Regions from separate parts of the Columba livia genome. Here region 2 is linked to region 1. The links are chromatin contacts, called in public Hi-C maps. All regions are on one chromosome and are shown on one strand. The core of a region is the stretch at or near the end of the contact, and the rest is flanking DNA. Distances in the headings are between cores, read along the strand shown. Region 1 holds the start of LOC102090370. Region 2 overlaps LOC102090370.

Region 1 (2,700 bases), core at 100-2,599:
CACATTCTGCCTCTACCTGTGTCTTTTCCTCTCTCAGACTGAGGCTTACTGAGGAGCTTTCGTATGTTGCATTTGTAATTTGGTTTAAGAGCCTGCAGTGGAGGATGCTGTGTGAGCCCAGTGCCACTGGAATCCCTTTCTGCTAAGGTGAAATGGCAGTTTGAGGGGCCCCAGAAAGAAAAAGCATTTGTATAATCAGATAGGGAACACATAGGAAGAACCCAGGGTTGCCATGCTATTTCTTTCTCTCCAAATTCAGCCTTTCTCTGCAGAATTTAGTTCTTCTCTCTTTAATTACATTCTCAAACAGAAACAATGTCTTTTCCTATGCTTGGTCACTTAATAAAACCCTTGAAAGCAAGCAACTCTGATCAGGGAAACTTCACTTTACATGTCTCACCAATCCAGAAGCTGCCTGTTTGGAACAAGATGAACATATGCACATACAGATGGACAATAAGACCCAGCTCCATCTAGCATGACATGCTAGAGCCAGTGAACTGCGACACTTAACCCTAAAAACAATCAAAGTAACCATTAACCTCGCTAAGTCCTTGCTGTCTGAAAGGAAGAAATGGTCAAGCTGGCACTGCTACCCCTATAATGAACAGAGAGTTAAAAGAAAATAGGTGCAAATGAAAGATACAGCTCCTTTCTATCCGCAGGAACAGGGGAGAATTGAAGCATTATTACTATTATTATTATTATTATTATTATTATTATTATTATTATTATTATTATTCTCTATGCAGCTCCAGTGGTCGCAGCACTGCTGTCCATCGTGCATAAAGGTCTGTGAAGGCTGGTAGGGTCGTACAACAAGCCACCAGAGCCACGTTTGCTTTAGGACAAAAGAACGTGCAAGCTGTGATCAGATATTAGGGACTTGGTGGTCAATGTAAAGAAAAGCTACCGGATGTGGAAGATGAGAGGTCCCAAGCTCCACAAAGGAGCCGAGAGCTAACCCAAGGCCAGCTCGGCAGCTGCGGGGCACGCCGGGGAAGAAGGGGTGCGGGGCTGGGCAGCGGGGCGGGTGCGGGCGGCGGCGGGTCGGGGAGCGGCTGGACATGCCCGCGGGAGCCGCCGCGGAGCCGGCGGGTCGGACGAGTGGCTGCCGGGGCTGTCACCCTCTCCCCTTCCAGCAGCACAAGCGCTCCCGAAAGCCAAGTGCCCAAACCACCGCGGCTCAGGGGCCACCTCCATCCACCCCGCTCTCTCCCGTTACCGCCCCCCCACCGCCTCCCCCTCAACACGGCCCCCCCATCACCACCGCCCCGAGCGCGCGGCCGTTGCGCTGCGGCCGTTATCCCACCCGCGCCGCACGCGCCGCCGCGCGCCCGCCGTTGCCGTGGCGACGGGCTAAGCCGGGGCCTGGCTCCAGCTCGGCGGGCGCGGAGGGGCGGACGGGCGGCGGCGGGCCGGCGGCTCGGCGCTGCCGGGGCACGCACAACAAAGGCGGGAGGCGAGGCGTCCCGAGCGGGCTCCGCAGGTAGGTGCGGGCGGCGGGCGGGCAGGTCCCTCTCGGGAGCCGCTCCCGCAGGACATCTCCCCTGCGCCGCGCTGCGGGGGCCGTTCTCCTCAGGGGGCAGCGACCCGGGGCGCGGGCTCCGGCCTCAGCCCGGCCTGGCGCCGCACCTTGCGGGCGCGGGGCTGCAACAAAGGCAAATGGCTGCGCGCCGGGCAGGGCTGCGGGGCTGGCGGTGGCCGACCCGCCTCTGCCTGCCTCCTGCCCCTCTCCGGGGGCGGCACACGGCGCGGAACCGGGAGCAGCCTTTTCGGTATTTTATTTGCTCGCTGGGTCTCGTTCCCCAAGTGCTTCAGCCTGCCCCGGCGCGGTACAACCGCCAGCTCCGCGCCCAGCCCGGGGAGCGCTGCGGGAGCGGGGGGACGCGCTTCCCACAGCCTTCCACACCTCTCCCGGCGGACACCTGCTTGTTGCCGGGGGACCCGCAGCCCCCATCCGCCTCTGCCAGCCCTCACGGCAGCGCTGGGCGATGGCTCCTGCTGGCGCAGCGGAGCGGGCTGAGCCGCGCTGCCCGGCGCCGATTGTTCGCCCGGGCTGGTGCTCCCGGCTTTTTCTCGCCGTGCCCTAAAACAGCAGCCGCAGAGGTAACTTCGTAAATTGGCATGTTAGAGCGTTTTATTGTAGATGCCGTGGGACTTTTGCCCTATGCAGGGTGGACTATGCTGTGCCTGTGCGGTATTAGCCCGAGTTTAATTGTTGCAAGGGGTGGCTGAGCAGCACCGAGCTCTTTAAATCTGCAGGGCGCAAGTGAGTAATTTCTTAATTCATTTCCATGTGGTTCATAACGGTTTTCAACTCCGGGATGCCTTTTGCCAAATTCATAATAGGTTCGGTACTGGAGCTATTAGTAAGAGCATCTGTTTGAATTCACAGAGGTACAAGTTTTACTGCATTATTGAAAATAGTAGCTACAACAGAATTCCCTGGAGGGAAATCCATAAAACCTGCTCCTACCATTTTCATTTACACTGCAGCAAAGTGGTGCTGGGTGCATCTATGCTTTTGCCTTCCCTCATTTCCTAGTCTTGTGGCACTGAAAAGCCTTAAAAACAGCTCTGCAGTATTTGTTGGTATTATAGTTATGCCTGAGGGCTTGGTAGCGGTTTCTTTCATTCATGGCTTTCAAAATGCTTCACAGACATCAGTTAAGACCAGGAGCCCTGCTGCAGGTTGGG
Region 2 (2,700 bases), core at 176-2,675, 48 kb after region 1:
TGCACTGCGGGAGAATGATGTATGATGCTTGCCATTGCATGGATTGTGTTGAAAGCCAGTCTTGACAACATGAGAAAGGTTTCCACCATTGACTGTATTTCATCAGCATTAGGTAAAGTCAGGGTCAAAATTAGGTGCAGTATTATGCAACAGGGGATGGAAGCTGGAGAAAATATGTTTTCCACCACTACTCCGAAGGACTATATTTCATTATTCACCTCTGTATATTCAGTCAAAATACTTGTTTAAAAAGAAAGATCTTTCATCTTTAATCCAAATCAAGTAGGTATCAATTCGCTGAGATACAGCTGCATGCACACAGAGAAAAAAGAAAAAAAAGCAGACAAGAATAAAAGGAGTTCTAGCTTTCTGACACAAACACCCCAAATATGTGTAGAACCTGTGGAAGAACAGTCTACCCCCACTGAAAGTCTGTTATTTAACTGACTTGGGGACTGGAACATAACGCTGCATCTGAAATATCTCAGAAGTGTATGTAAATATAACTCCACTATCACAAATAGTGAATTTAAAAGTTTGCAGTTATTTAAATGATGTAATCTAGTGTATTTCAAAATTTAATTGAAAGGAACAATTTACATTGTACTGTAGAGTAACATAAAAGGTTTTAATAATTATATTTCAATGACTTTGGGTGGGTATTTTTTTAAATTTTTGTTTCCTGGAGTAGATACTTCATTTAGTGTGGGTGGCGTTCGGGTGAACAGTGTGCCTACATCTGTTCTTTGAATCCCCTAAACAGAACTCAGTGGCTACTCCTAGCAAGACCGGGAGAACGGTTCAGGCCTGCTGCCCTAATTCTGACTAGACCACCACAGACTGGCACAAAATGTTGTGCTCTGGCTGCAGCCCTGCCTGGGCACGTCAGGCCCTGGTGTGCCAGACCCGAGAGCCAAAACTGAGGCCACAAAGTGCTGCCTCCTAAGGTCCAGCCTCCCAGTTCCTCAGCAGGGAAATGATTCAAAGCTGAACAATGGTAAAAAGGCAAACAGGGTTTAACCTTTTCAGCCTGACGTTACCACCGACTGTGACCTTGCGATGACAGGATCAGCAAAATGTCACACTGTGACCTACACAGCGAAGGCCAGATTACAGCCCTGGAGGCTAAATTAAAGGAGACTGAATTTTGGTCGGTGGATCTCAGAGGACAGCCTGTAAATATTCTTTCAACCCTCAGGGTAAAGACAAAGCAAATCAGCATTATTCTCTACCAACAAAATATTTCTGTTGCAGGCATTTAATTTACAGGATTCTCATAAGGAAGTGTATTTGTGTATTTCTCCAGAGATGAACCAGCATCAGTGAGCACACAGACGAGGGCGGACAGAGGCTAGGAGAGGACGGGTAGTCCTTGTCTTGTAGATCCCAACTGAACCAAGACTTAAACAGCCTTCCAGGCCGTGCCCAGTGCTTGTCCTCCTGCCACTGCTGCCATGGCTGTGCCACTGCTCTGGGCTCTGAGGCAGACACTGGCAGTGAAACACGTGTGTACTGGCTGTATTTTCTCTTCATCTATACTCTCCAGCGTAATTGCCCTTGAGGAAATGGGAGTTACTGCATCATGGGAGGCTTTACAAACACGTTCCCAAGACACGAGGGTGGCAGCACACAGCTGAGCACTGTAGGGAGCGATAGCTGGCAGAGCACTTACTGGGGCAGCAGCCCGACTCCCTCAAGTTGGAATTCCCTCCGTATATTTCTAGTCTTTAGACAATAAATCGTTTGTTCCCCCAAAGCACACACTGAAGAGCCAGTGAAGAGCACGAGGCATTACTTTTATACTTTGTTGTTTGTTTTTCAAACAGATGCCTAAGCAGAGCAGCTGCTCGAGGGAGATTTCTCTCATGCTGTCATGACAGATCTGCATCTAACAGCCTTCAAGCCCCGTTCACTGAGCATGCAAAAAGCAACAGTGTGTAGCACCTTTGTTTTCTCTCCCAAGATCAAAATGGCACAGGTACCTTCTCTTCATTACCTCTAGTGGCAGTTTAGATAAGGGAAGGCATAAGAACAGTAAGCCTAATAGCTATATGTATGCAAACACTGAGTGGCTTTCACAGACACAGAAAGCTGCAGCTTTATGGAAAGTTTTCAACGACTGCCCCAGCACAGTGATTTTCTCCACACCAATTCATGCTCAGAACCAGCCGTGGACTGTTTGTACAGTCATATCTTTAAATCAAGATACCTTCAGTCACCCTGCCTGTTCAAAAAGAGAGAACAATAAGTATAAGTAAAAGGTCTGATATTCAGCATCAATCTTGCATTTAGCTAATTGTTTGATTTGTCAGGTTCAAGGGTTTTCTAGGTATCACAGGAAACACCTGCCTGCCAGGCTCCTAGTAATCCTGGCCTATTTCCTCTGAACCAGGCAAACCCTCTCTGAAAGAAGGTCCATAAATAATTACTGGGTGTTGAATTACAAGCAGGACACGTACTTAGTGCTGTAGCCCTGTCCTAAAAAACCTGCAGCCAGGGAACAGGACAAGCCCTTTGATGTGGGGCAGCCTGATTGTTGAACCTGTCAAACTAGACAGAGATGGTGTTTCCAATGTTCTTTATCTTGTAAGTATCCGGTGTGTACTCAGCTGCTCACCTGCCTTTAAATTACAGGTGTTGAAAGGGAACACGAGCACGGAACAATTTCTGTGGCCCTGCAAGAGCTCACGCTGTGGGGTG

The links. Hi-C and Micro-C count contacts between places; a contact is called where the count stands out from the background.
Region 2: a contact with region 1 is called in a Hi-C map of liver, with 3 times the contacts expected there. The contact joins the enhancer-like site here to the promoter of LOC102090370 in region 1. A contact is called at or near these places in 2 of 2 Hi-C or Micro-C datasets (crop and liver).

What each region holds. Positions count from the first base shown.
Region 1 is chr7:12,395,616-12,398,315 of bColLiv1.pat.W.v2, forward strand. LOC102090370 reads left to right here and starts at 1,350. Exons shown (of 7, transcript XM_065070590.1): 1 at 1,350-1,489.
Region 2 is chr7:12,443,181-12,445,880 of bColLiv1.pat.W.v2, forward strand. LOC102090370 reads left to right here. Exons shown (of 7, transcript XM_065070590.1): 7 at 1-640. Among named protein-coding and RNA genes, the nearest start is that of TSN, 17 kb to the right of the region's middle. Within about 2 kb of position 1,426, at least 1 of the 3 cell types and tissues checked has an H3K27ac peak away from gene starts, as active enhancers do.